4 separate regions of the Sus scrofa genome follow, and regions 2, 3 and 4 are each linked to region 1. Evidence: chromatin contacts called from public Hi-C and HiChIP or PLAC-seq data. All regions are on one chromosome and are shown on one strand. Each heading gives the region's core, a stretch centred on a gene start, on an enhancer-like site or on the middle of the called end of the contact. The rest is flanking DNA. Distances are from core to core; before and after follow the strand shown.

Evidence for each region. A called contact is a pair of places that touch in the nucleus more often than the background predicts. HiChIP or PLAC-seq counts read pairs in DNA pulled down with a chosen protein or histone mark.
Region 2: a contact with region 1 is called in an H3K27ac HiChIP or PLAC-seq map of skeletal muscle. The contact joins two enhancer-like sites. A contact is called at or near these places in 7 of 47 Hi-C or Micro-C datasets (embryonic fibroblasts, liver, mesenteric adipose tissue and 4 more) and 1 of 2 datasets of contacts at active chromatin or transcription factors (skeletal muscle).
Region 3: a Hi-C map of embryonic fibroblasts shows a contact between it and region 1, with 1.7 times the contacts expected there. The contact joins two enhancer-like sites. A contact is called at or near these places in 1 of 47 Hi-C or Micro-C datasets (embryonic fibroblasts) and 1 of 2 datasets of contacts at active chromatin or transcription factors (alveolar macrophages).
Region 4: a contact with region 1 is called in an H3K27ac HiChIP or PLAC-seq map of alveolar macrophages. The contact joins two enhancer-like sites. A contact is called at or near these places in 2 of 47 Hi-C or Micro-C datasets (embryonic fibroblasts and epiblast stem cells) and 2 of 2 datasets of contacts at active chromatin or transcription factors (alveolar macrophages and skeletal muscle).

What each region holds. Positions count from the first base shown.
Region 1 is chr15:67,814,982-67,818,216 of Sscrofa11.1, reverse strand. No RefSeq gene overlaps it. Among named protein-coding and RNA genes, the nearest start is that of TANK, 150 kb to the left of the region's middle. Within about 2 kb of position 1,731, at least 33 of the 83 cell types and tissues checked have an H3K27ac peak or open chromatin away from gene starts, as enhancers often do. A contact at or near this core is called in alveolar macrophages, embryonic fibroblasts, retroperitoneal adipose tissue and 2 more, where this site is marked.
Region 2 is chr15:67,188,782-67,192,016 of Sscrofa11.1, reverse strand. No RefSeq gene overlaps it. Among named protein-coding and RNA genes, the nearest start is that of ITGB6, 70 kb to the right of the region's middle. Within about 2 kb of position 1,581, at least 40 of the 83 cell types and tissues checked have an H3K27ac peak or open chromatin away from gene starts, as enhancers often do. A contact at or near this core is called in retroperitoneal adipose tissue, skeletal muscle and subcutaneous adipose tissue, where this site is marked.
Region 3 is chr15:67,212,820-67,216,054 of Sscrofa11.1, reverse strand. The region is part of intron 6 of RBMS1 (RNA-binding motif, single-stranded-interacting protein 1); the gene reads left to right. Among named protein-coding and RNA genes, the nearest start is that of ITGB6, 94 kb to the right of the region's middle. Within about 2 kb of position 1,659, at least 7 of the 83 cell types and tissues checked have an H3K27ac peak or open chromatin away from gene starts, as enhancers often do. A contact at or near this core is called in embryonic fibroblasts, where this site is marked.
Region 4 is chr15:67,250,992-67,254,226 of Sscrofa11.1, reverse strand. All of the region lies in intron 2 of RBMS1 (RNA-binding motif, single-stranded-interacting protein 1), which reads left to right. Among named protein-coding and RNA genes, the nearest start is that of ITGB6, 130 kb to the right of the region's middle. Within about 2 kb of position 1,581, at least 7 of the 83 cell types and tissues checked have an H3K27ac peak or open chromatin away from gene starts, as enhancers often do. A contact at or near this core is called in alveolar macrophages and embryonic fibroblasts, where this site is marked.

The DNA.
Region 1 (3,235 bases), core at 482-2,981:
CTGGAGTTCTTGTTGTGGCACAGTGGGTTAAGAATCCAACTGCAGTGGCTCAGATTGCTTCAGAGGTGAAGGTTTTATCCCTGGCCTGGAGCAGTGGGTTAAAGGATCCGGTGCTGCCACAGTTGTGGCTCAGATTCAGTTCCTGACCTGGGAACTTTCATATGCCGTGGACTTAGCCATTAAAAAATTTTTTTTGTATAAAATAGATAATTCTGAAATAATAGTAGTAACTGCTTTTAAGGCTCATCACTATACAAAATGCTTCATCTGAAGTATCTCCTAGAACTGCATGAGGATAAAAATTAGATGTTAATTTAAAATTGAGGCTTTCAACACTAAAAAGTACTGATTATGCTGATACAGTTACCTTCTATTTTTTATTATTTTTTTGTCTTTTTGCTATTTCTTTTGGGCCGCTCCAGCGGCATATGGAGGTTCCCAGGCTAGGGGTCGAATTGGAGCCTTAGCCACCGGCCTACGAAAGAGCCAGAGCAATGCGGGATCCGAGCTGCGTCTGCGACCTACACCACAGCTCACGGCAATGCCGGATCCTTAACCTACTGAGCAAGGCCAGGGATCGAACCTGCAACCTCATGGTTCCTAGTCGGATTCGTTAACCACTGCACCATGACGGGAACTCCTATAGTTACCTTCCAAAAGCAAATTTTTTTGCTCTATGTAATTATCCCAGCTAGGAAAACTATCGCCAAATAGTCAAATAAAATAAGTGGAAATGAAATGAAATACATGTACAACTCACTGTCAGAACAGGAAAGGATGCTGATCATCAACCCCTTACCCTTAGTTCCATGAAAATATTTTTATTGGCTTAAAAAAGAATATATCATTGTGTGTATTTTTAAAAATCAGAGACATCTTGAATTATCAAAGAAAACTTTACAGAACACTGAAACCTACCAAAAATAGGCTGGGGGAAGTTGAAAGGAAAGCAACATCTGATTGATGGTTAAATTACACAACACTGTCACTTCCTTGACAACTGAAGGACGTTTCTCGTTTGTGTGGAGAAACCTCTGCAGTGTTTGCAACAATAAATTTGTCGGTTTAGTGTATAGCTGAAAATATTCACTAGGGGGCAGCCTCTCACTGAAATGCAAGAGAGACTGCCTGCATCATCTGATTTCAATAAGAAACTGGCCCAGGGAGGCACACATTCTCGGCACAGCCTCTAAAGGGAAATTTATGCATCTATAAAATGTTGAATCAGCACAGTCACTCAGTGGCCAGTAAAGGAAGGAAAAAGTCTTGCATAACATTAAAAGCCCAGCATCAATAGATGCTTAGCTGTATGGACGGTGTGTGCTTTGAACACAAAACCTTTGCTGTGTGTGTGCTGAGCGTTTGGCTACTGTCAGGTTTTTTAAGTCATAGTTGATACACACACACACACACACACACACACACACACACAAAGCCACCATGCAAGTAAACGTTTTATAGTTGGGAAGGAATTGAAACAAGTACGGATTGATTTTTCCTTAACCGCTTAAACCCTAGGTTTAAACTGAATGGAACGCTGTGGCCAGGCTGTTCCTTCACCGCTTCCTGACTTTTGTATGACCCTTTCTACCAACCTATTGTTTTTCCTTTTTGCCACTCTTTCTCTTGCGTTTTATATTCCTCAAGTGATCTCACCTAACAAAATCAACAGCCCGTGTCCCGAGGAGAGTCGTGACTGTGTTTTTTTAACCGGGCTCTGAATGGTCTCAGCATTACTCAGAGGCAATATTTGAAATGTGATACTGCCCAGTTCCTCTGCAAGCCAGCAGGGCTGCCAGGCCTATTGTGTCTATGATTGTAAATGCATCTGAGAGCCCCTGAGCAACTGGTGTGACCTTGTGTGGTCCGGGAAGCTGGGAACTGGGACAGAGCAAGGGTGGCCAGGCACATTGTAACCCAGGACCCACATGCAGCATAAGCTGAGCATACAGATGCTTGTGGAAACGTGGGGGCCACCCCTGCAGCCTGGTATGGAAATGGAGCTTGAGAAGAGGAAAGAAAAGGAATCCGTTAGACTAGAGGTGGGCATCCACAGAAACTAGGGCCCACAGAATCAATAATTATTCCCTAAGCTGGAGGCTAGAACTTGTGGCAGTTAGAAAGCATGGCTGGGTATGGGCTCTCTAGCCAGACTAGAGTTTGAATGCTAGCTCTGTCTATTGCTGGCTGGCTGTCTTTGGGAAGGTCACTTTTTTGTGCCTCAGGTTCTTTGTCTGGAAAAGGAGTGCTTAGAATAGTGCCTGGCACATGAGTTCAATGAAAGCAAACTATTATTATTATTGTTGTTGTTGTTGTTACTGTTATTAGGATGCAGAAATGAGGGAAGAGGACTTCATAAAAAGTCAGTTTCCTCCACTGAAAAATGGGGGTAATAGCAGAATCCACTTTATAGAGGTGTTGTAAGATTTAAATAAGCTACCATATGTGAAGTGCTTAGAAGAGTACTTATCAAATAGTAAGTGCTCAATAATTAGTACTGCTATTAGAAACCTAGATAGAGACAACGCTACTTTCTAAAGAGTTGTGTGAGGAATGCATATGTGTTCACTGTATTGTCATCACCCAGGATGCTCAATAAATGTCTGTTCATTTTATTTCTTAACTTGATAATCCTGTTGCTTGGGTCACTTAGTATCCATGTGTATCAGAGGGAAAACTAATTTCAACAACAGGGAGCAAGAATTTACATATAATCAGTCCTATAAAGCAGTGGGTCAACTATTTGATATCTGGGAGCATCTTTGGCAATCTGAAGATAGCTATGGACTCATACCCTAGGAAAAAGCATACACTTGCACACCATTTTACATACACACTCAGAAGTTTTTAGGCATGTCTTGTAGGGAGTCCATAGGAATCCATGAATCTGGGACGGGGAGGTAGCTAAGAATTCCTGTAAAATACAGAAGAATATAACAGGAAGAGATGATTCTTTTTTTTTTTTTTTGTCTTTTTAGGGCCACACTCGAGGCGTATGGAAGTTCCCAGGCTAGGGGTTGAATCGGAGCTGCAGTTGCTGGTCTACGACACAGCCACAGCAATAATGTGAGATCCAAGCTGCATCTGCAGCCTATACCATAGCCTGTGGCAACACTGGCTCCTTAAGCCACTGATCAAGGCCAGGTATTGAACCCACATCCCCACGGATACTAGTTGGGTTCATTGCCACTGAGCCACGACAAGAACTTCCCAGAAGAGATGATTCTTAATACAG
Region 2 (3,235 bases), core at 332-2,831, 630 kb after region 1:
TCCTTCCTCTGTCCTTATTGCTGCTACCTTTTGAACTGTGGCACTGTCATTTCCCAGCAAGGGGGCAGAAAGTGTCCCATCTCTGGTAAGCAGGCTCACAGGTTAGGATTTCAGGAGGAACTTATCTGTGCCTCGCTGACCCAGGCCTCCTATAGTGACTTCATTTGGCCATCCCCAGTAGGAGGCTCCAGCGCCACACTCATGGGGAGGAACAGCAGCTCTCTTCCACACTGACATGCTTTAGCGAAGGCTCTTAGTACAAGAGATTAACTCCTTTTACCCAAAGTGAATGAAATGTTTTAGCGTCTTACAAGATTCTGTTTCTGCTGCCCAGTGATTCTTTCCTGGTGAAAGGAGTGGGCAAGAAAAATACTCATAGCCTCCATTTCTACAATGCCTGCCCTACAGTGTGGACGATGGGCGATGTGAATTAGATACCTGGGGTTTAGAGTACATGACTTGCCAGGGCTCTCGATGGGCGATGTGAATTAGATACCTGGGGTTTAGAGTACATGACTTGCCAGAGCCGGGAGAGCCCTGCTGCCCACTGGCTCTTTGAGAAAAGAAACGGGGTCCTCTGATGATAACCAGAGCTTCAGAGAGAAAGGAGTTGGGGCCGGAGCAAAGCATGGCCTCATTGAGATCCACGCAGGCCGCTAAGAATGTAAGCTTTGTGGCCTCATGATCTGCCCCTGCCTCACTTGTTCCCAGGCTCTTTCGCCCATGACCACCAACCAAGAGGCAGGAAAGAAATACGTTGGGCACCTTAAGTTTTGTTAACATTATTTTTGTTCTCATATTTTAAGATGTTTTATGTCATTGGAGTCCTGGGACATCCAGTGGCAGTCTTTACACAAACTGATACCATTTTTTCAGAGCACCTTTTCTATCTGCAGCAGGACTGAGCCAACCAAGTGCTGATGGCTAAAACAGAGCTGTCCCTCACAGAGGATCTGTGGGGCATTTGGGGATTGACGCCACCTTACTGAAAAGCTGTGGCTCCTCCAGTGGTTAGGAGCCAGGACTCCCTCTTGGTCGGAGGTGGCCTGGGTCCGAGCATCTGGGAGGAATTCTTTCCTGGGAAGGGAGGGAGAAAGCTGGCAGCAGCTCGCAGGAAAGCAGGCTCCCTCTCCTCTGAACAGGCAGGGATGAGGAATAGCAGGGGTGGACAGGGAGCCCAGGGTTCTCACCCTTCACAGGCAGTAGCATAGGGTAAATCCACGAACCTGAATTCCACCTTCTCTCAAATTCCATAAAAGCTGATTAAAAATTCACTGGGAGAAAGGCAGTACCTCCCAGCCTGAGGGAGGGCTCAAAAATGTTCAGATCTGACGTGGATATCCTCATTCCACAAGAGTAACCAAAAGGGAAAATATCCAGCTGCCTTGGGGTAAAAGTCACAGACCTGTCGTCATCACCCCCATCCCCCCATGCACAAAAAGCTTCAGAAGATAGCAAGTGGGTGAGGAGTGAAGAGAACTCGGACCTCAGGATTAAAGAAAAGCCCAGCAGGTTCTTCCCCTCAAATAACAATGAGATGAGCTCAGCACCTCTCGTGGCGGCTGAGAACGCGGGCAACCCGGGCCACCAGCTAGGTGGCCGTTGGTAGGCGCGGCGATGCCCACGGGACTGGGAGGCTACGCCCTGCGCCCATCCTTCGTGTGGATGAACTCGGCCAGTCGATGGGATTTCAACGCGGTGGAAGTGCCCCGGAGTGGCTCAGTCTTTGTCCGTCCTGGCTTCTAACGCTTTGGGTCTTTGCAGGGCTCGGGAGTGTTCTCACTTGAGCCACTAGAGGGAGATTTTGTCGCTCTTCACCTGCAGCTGCGAGCGCCAGACCAGAGATGGCCTGGGAGGGGGCGCTGCTGATGTAAACTGAGGATCCCCGGACACAGGACACACATCGTCGGGGATTACAGGGTTCTTGAATTGGGGGTTAATTGAAAGAACTAACAAAGAGAAAATCACGTTGCCCGATGCTGGCAGCTCCCTCATGAAAGCATTGTTGCTCATATTGGAGTGTAACTTAAATGACCTTTTTTTTTTTTTTCTTGGCCGCAAATGCTGCCTGTGGAAGTTCCTGGGCCGGGCATCGAACCCATGCTGCAGCAGGGACCCGAACTTCAGCAGTGACAACGTCGGATACTTAACCCAGTTGGTCACCAGGGGACTCCTACATGTGACCTTTAAGGCTCAAGGAAGGAGGGGGCAGGGGAGGAAGTCTTGTGACTTGAGGCTGCAAAAACGTGCTGGCAGGTCTCTGGGCTGCTCAGAATTGAAAACAGGTGGCTTTGGATTAAATACCAACTTTAATGCTATTATTTTTTTTAATGTGACCGAGATTCGATCTAGGTTATTCCACTGCTCATTTACACAAGATACGGATTATCAACAAGACTGTGGGTAATTCCTACCCTCTAATATCCCTGAAGCCACTTCCTCTGCTTGAATACTTCCAGTGATGGGGCACTTCCCACCTCTCTCGACAACCTGTATCTTTGGAGAGCAGCTCTCAAACTTGTTTAAGGAGTCAAATTTGCAATTTTGTAATTTCTTTTTTTTTTTTTTTTTTTTTTTTTTTTGTCTTTTTGCCTTTTCTAGGGCCGCACCCATGGCGTATGGAGGTTGCCAGGCTAGGGGTCCAATCGGAAATGTAGCCGCCGGCCTACACCAGAGCCACAGCAATGCCAGATCCGAGCTGCGTCTGTGACCTACACCACAGCTCACAGCAACTCTGGATCCCTAACCCACTGAGCAAGGCCAGGGATCAAACACACAACCCCATGGTTCCTAGTCAGATTCATTAACCACTGAGCCACGACGGGAACTCCAAAATTTTGTAATTTCTAACTATCAGCCTTAGTTCTGCCAACTGAGAAGCCATGGGATAAGTTGATCATTGCTGTTGTTGGAAAGACAAAGCACAGTGACAGAGAGCCTATCAGTGACTGCCAGGAGTTCAAGGGGACAGGAAGATGTGCCTATAAAGGGATAGTACAGGGGAGTTTAGGAGGAGTGATGAAACTACTCTAAATGCTGATTGTGGTGGTTATACCAATCTACACATGTGCTAAAATTCATAGAAATGTAGACCCCAAAAAGTCTCTTTTACTGCATGGCCATTTATTTTTTAAATCTTTTTTTAAAATGACACAAATCAATCATCCTTCAAATGTGGGAAACTGCCAGCTCCATAAATCTCTGGGTTGAACATTACTTGTAGCTTGAACTGTTC
Region 3 (3,235 bases), core at 410-2,909, 600 kb after region 1:
GAATGCACAACAAAATTTGAACCCAGTTTCAACTTCTCTGGATTGTTTTTGGCACACATTATACGAGAAAGAGCTTTGACTTGCAGCCTGTTTTATCAGTTGCGGCTCTCTCCCCACCGGCTACCTGCATGGCTGCTCTGTCACATGAATTTCTCCATGGAGAGCATATGATTCTTTTCAGCAGAACCAGCTGAAAAACAAAAATATTATCAGGCAAGGGTAAATTGAATGAGCCTCCACTTTAATGTTTAAATACAGTGGGCTCACTGCTAGGCAGACATAGCATTTCCTAAATACAGTCAGAGGATGGTTTATGTAACGATCAAGTTGCTTAGCCGGCATACACAGAATTACCCAGGATGATTTGCATCAGAGCACTCAGATTCTTGCACGACTGGTGATTTGCCCGTGACATTAGCCAAGGAGAAGAGAAACCTGTATTAGACACAGTCCCCAAAAGACACTTTCTGCACATTGACAAGCTGAACAGTGTGACACTCTTAAGGAGGTTTCTAGATGGTAGAGCAGAAGGAGGTCAACTACACACATGAGTTGTCACTTCTTTTTTTTTTTTTTGTCTTTTGTCTTTTGTCTTGTCTTTTTTTTGTTGTTGTTGTTGTTGTTATTGTTGCTATTTCTTGGGCCACTCCCGTGGCATATGGAGGTTCCCAGGCTAGGGGTTGAATTGGAGCTGTAGCCACCGACCTACGCCAGAGCCACAGCAACGCGGGATCCGAGCCGAGTCTGCAACCTACACCACAGCACGGCAACGCCGGATCGTTAACCCACTGAGCAAGGGCAGGGATCGAACCCGCAACCTCATGGTTCCTAGTCGGATTCGTTAACCACTGCACCACGACGGGAACTCCATGAGTTGTCACTTCTGATATGCCACCCATCATCCCTCTGCCAACACACTTTTCATATCAGGGTGGTGTGGCTGGGTTCCCCAGGCCAGGCATACCCCACACTGACCTGGGACATGGAACGTAATGTGGTAGATATCTAGAGTTCCAAAAGAATCCGGTATACTGCAGCACCATGTTTTCTGCAATCCGCTTTCTGATTTTACTTTTAAAAAATCTGGTGCTTTTGTGTCTGATGTTACCGTATTTTCATTATCTTATGGTAAATTCTTCAAGCATTACTTTATAGTTGGTGTTAAAAAAAATTGCTCATGAGGCCTTTCCTTCTATCCATCCCTACCCAGTCTCATTTTTCCCTGAAAATGTTGAAGCCTTGTCCTTTGGATTTACCTTGACTTTGAGCACTGGCTGTTTTGCAGTAAGTCAGTTTTGCTTGGAAGGACCCCAAGAAGGGTCAAAAAACTGAAAACTTCTGTGGGACAATCTAGGTGAATTCCATAGAACTCAAAAATAAGTACGTCCTATTTGCTTGATAAAAATTCCATTCTGGAGAAATCATGCAGTGGTGGTTTCCCACCCAGTGGATGTTAGAAACAAGTGATGAGAAGTCCTAGTGAGAACTGATGTCCAAATTAGGAGATGTGCCCAAGGCAAAAACACTGTCGCTCATGGTCACGATTCAAGGATTTGTCTAAAAAAATGTTCTTCCAGTACCTTCCTGGAAGAGAGTACAGCCTCCAAGAAGACTAATGCACATGGCATGTTAGCTGCAGTTCTCCACAGGCTGCTTGCCCTGCTGCGCTCTGTTTTTGATTCTGTGGGAAGCGCACACAAGGTTACCCCTGGACCAAGGCCATGCATATATTCAATACTGCAGGAGGCAGTGTGATCACATCACTCTTTCTGGACCTCTTCTTGATATTAATGGAGTCTGAATAAGTCCTTGTGTGCTAAGGGCAGAGAGTTTTTTAAAAGAAAAAAGTGTCGGCGTTCCCATCGTGGCTCAGCAGAAACGAATCTGACTAGTATCCATGAGGATGCAGGTTTGATCCCTGGCCTCACTCAGTGGGTTAAGGAGCAGTATTGCCATGAGCTGTGGTGTGGGTTGCAGACGTGGCTCAGATCTGGTGTTGCTGTGGTTGTGGTGTAGGCTAGCAGCTGTGACTCTGATTTGACCCCTAGCCTGGGAACTTCCATATGCTACAGCTGCGGCCCTAAATAGACAAAAAAAAAAAAAAGTGTCTGGTCACCACCATGTTCATGCACATTCCCATTGTTGCAATGGCATCATTCGGCCACATTGTCCAGAGCTTTGCCTGGGTCATGGAAGAGCTCCAGTGAAGTGCGTACATGACTGCTGGCCAACTCCATCCAAAGACCTAAGCTTGTTTTACATCTGCTTTCTGTGTTACTTTGACTTTTCAGATTGGGTACATGCCCAGGAGGGCTTGAAAACTGCTCTTACCCACATTCTGGAATGTTCTTTACATAGGGAAAGTTACTAGGGCCTTATCCTCTGCGAGGAGACAGAAAAGGTAATGTTTAGAGGAAAAATTACAAATCTAGTAAAAAGGCTGGAAATCTTTCACGGGTTTTTATTGCCCGTTTCGTTTCCTGAATGTTTGTCTTAAGCCCTGTTACTGTACTAAAAACAGAAAATTTTGGCACCTCTAGGACAAGAGAAATACTTAAAGACACGTGCGATGCTCCTGGTACCTCTAAGACAGTGTGATCATACCTTTGGGACTGTGACGTGTTCACGTCTCCCTCACCCAGTGTGTACAGTAGAGCAGGGTCTAAATGTGCATATTGTTGAGCTGTTCCCTCCACAGGCTGGAAGCTTATGAGTAAATCATTGCCATGAAAGCAAAAGCGCTGGAACCATCCTGGGAGGCCAGGGGGGTGAGGGCTGTCTTGCAGAACCAAAACCCCCATACATTCTCTACCAAGGAAGGAAGTCTGGCTTTTACAAGGGACCACACCTAGAAGTGTGCCAGTGTTTTAACTCCCGAGTGCTTTGAATGCCACGTCAGGCTTACGATGAGACTGCGTCAGGCAGCTGTTACCACCCTGGATGGTGACACACACACCCCCCAGCAGTCCCCCTCCAGTCACCTTTCTACACCTTTCTACTCAGGTTCTGCCAGAGACGAACAATAAATCATGGAGTAAGATTTTATTAAAGCATAAAGATCTTGGGTGGAAGATGTAGGTGTTACTATGAAACAGTTTTTTTCTGAAAGGCATTTTCCAGTAACTTTATCCTTAACTACAGCTGGAACGTTTCTTTTTTCTGTGTGAAGCCAAGGCAGCAGCCGTCACCAGCTCGTTAAATCTTGCAGAATCAAATCCCATGGGAAACAAACCAG
Region 4 (3,235 bases), core at 332-2,831, 560 kb after region 1:
TGCCCACATGATAGATACTGTGTGTTATTTCTATTAGAAGAGGAAAAACAAGGATGTGTTACACTCGGACACAAGCTGCTCAGTGTAAAGGAACAGGAGAGAACAACAAAGGACAGCATATCCTAACTCGCTTTGGGTAGAGGTTTGAACTAATTTGTAGTCTCAGCAGAAGTATATCAGATTTGGTGACCATTCCAAATGATATTTTTTACATCTACCTGGATCCTCTCTGCCAGCCGTGAAGACCCTAAAAAAGAAATCATTCAACCTGGCTTGGAACGCCTGGCGGGATGACTCCACCTGATACATGTGCCCTCTAAAGGAGAGGGCACCAAGAACGGTGGACATCACGTGTAGTTGTACACATGCATAATGAAGATCCTGGGGGAAAGAGTCCTTCTTGACTGGGAAGTTTTTAATTGGCATGGCTGCCTGGGATACAGTTACATCAGGATTGCAAGGCCAATTAGCCCAGGGCTTAGGAAGATCCAGCCTGTGCCTTCTGCACCTGAGGAGAACAAATGAAAAGGAACCTCGAACACGCACACCTTAGCTTTCCTTCTTTTCATTTGGCAAGAGAAGAGCCAGATCATGTCACAAAATTGATTGTCACTGTTGTCTCCAGCACATTACCATTTTTCACATACAGCAATTTAAACAGTTCCCTAGGAGGTTGCTGTCCTGTAATTGTCATGTCCCAGCCTCGCTGCTTGGCTGTAACAATAAGAGAGGCCCAGCCACTTGATGAATTGGATGCTCCTGGACATTCGTGCTGCCTTCTTTCTCCCTGCAACTCTGTATTCTGAGTAAAGCCTGACAGTACTGCAAATCCTTAAATGCCTTTCCCTTTTTTATCACTTGGTTGATTAGTTTGATAATAAAATACCTACATTAAAATATATATATATTTTCCCAAAAATAATGTCTTATACATTCTCTCATCCTCTCTGCAGGCAATGAAGAGGTCACATGCCATTTCTTCAGAAACTACTCGTTTCTCTCCACTGTCCCTATGTATATAAATCATATTCTTTAGATTCTAGGCATTTCTTCCTCTTTCTTCTGCATGGAGGATTGAGGTAGAATTTAATTATCATAATTTTGCTTTTTGTTAGGTGATTAGCTGGAAAGTTTTTGGACCTTTTTATCTGAAATAAGTACCTTTTGTTTTCCCCATTCCAGGGTAAAGTCTGAGATATACATCATAGCTTTCTTATTTGGCTGAAAGACTATAATTTGGGGTTGTATTTTCCCCCAAATCATCTCGAGTCTCTGCTTTTCTTAGTATAAATTTTTAACTTGTGCTTTCAGCTTAGCCTGGAAGGGTGACCAAAAGGATGAACTTTGGATTTAAATGTTTTGTTTCCCAAAAGAAGTTTATGCTGCCTTATTTCTGCGGCCCAATCCACTCTTCATGGCCCAGGTCCAATCTTGGCTTTCTTTGGTAACAATAATCTTTTCCCATTTCAGCCAACTAGTTTCCTTAACACACATTTTCACTAGAAGTGGCTACCCAGTGAGCTGCAGGCAGACGCTGACTCAGATTCATTTTTTTTTAACTGAGCATCTACCAGAGATCCTGCGTGCTGTGGAAAGATGAGTCACTTTTCCCCTTAGCGTGAGTTTCCTTCCTCTGTAATATAGGACCAATCTCCATTGCTGGATTGTCATGAGGCTTTGGAGAAGATATGTGGGTGAAAGCCCTTAGAAACTGTGACAGTTATTTAAAAAGTTTATCCTGGCAATCAGGCACTTGTCATGGCTTCTCTCCTGGTTCTTACCGTAACTGCCTACATGTCCATTGTACACTCATTAGAAATATAAATTCCCCATTCATTAGCTCACTGTTTATTCCAGCTTGTGTTGTTGAGGACCTTAAGTGCCTTTCTACATCTTATTCTCCTGTTCTGCAACATCTCCTTATGCAATGCTGTGTCAGAGAATTGGAAATCTCGAGGTACTGTAGGTAATTGTTCTATGAGCAGTAATGGATTCCTCGTGGAACAGGATGAAAATATTTATAGAAATGAGCCCTCAAAATAATCGTCATTGCCCAATGATACAGGCATCTCGTTACACACGGTACTAGAATAGGTGCTGTATCCCTCAAGTTTTCATCTGCTTAAAATGAATGCACTTCCTGTCTCTGTTTCCTTTAAGGTTCACCATTCAGGGCTCATGCTGGAGAGTTGCACAGTTTCACTGGTCAGCTTTAAAGATACTGGTTCGTTATTATCTCCTGACTTTTCATTGCAGCTTCTGTCTGATTCTTCTGATTGAGCATCTCTTGTGTTTTATGCCCAGCACCTAGAAGGAGATTTAGTTTTTCATTTACTGAACCTAAAAGGGCTTATTCCTGTCCACACCCCATACCCTGCGTCAGTTGCATATATTTCCATCCCATCCCATCCCATCACCTTTGTAAGTGGGGTGCATGGTTTGGGAAAGGCCCGGAATCAGTTCTAGGAAGCCAGCTGCAGATTCAGGCCATTTCCTGCTTTCTTTCTGAGTCAGGGTGTTTGGAAGAGGAAACAAGCAGGGACTTGGAGCAATCAGTGAGCCCAGGGTAGGGCTGGATGTAAAGGGGCAGTTATAGCTTTCCTTTGGATACAGTTTGGAGCTGGTGTTGGCCTGGTGGGGGCCAACCCAGGTAAAAGAAAAACAAATATTTTGATAAGTTGAGCTCTGAACAGTTTAATAGTGGAAAAGGGTACTTAGTATTGACTTAAGACTTGGTCTTGTATTTTACACATGTTCTGGAACACATCCCATGTTCCTTACAAGAGAGTGGGAGCTTGTATCATTAGGGTCATACTATAGATTATATGTAAAATGTATTTTGTCAAATAAGCACCAGAGAGATAATCATGTCACATTCCTCAGTCCTCCTGTATTCTCTTCTATTCCCTCTTTTCACCCTCAGGTCAAGTTCAAAGAAAGCTTCCCACCCTCATCACCACCCATCAGTGCCTGGAATGGGGTCTGGGAAGAGTGAGTTTACCTCCCCCTGGGTAGGAGTTATATTTGAATCTCCTGTTAATGCCAGGGATGTTAACACTTACTCTTGAAAGCACCACAAACTTTACACTTACCTGGAAAGAATGTGGGGTGTGTGTGTGTGTGTGTGTGCGCGCGCGCGCGCGCATGCATAATGTATGTGTTTATACATGTAAAGCTGTGTTATGTGAGGAAACTTTCTTGTTACTTCTTTAACACCACGTCTTCAGTCTAGGGT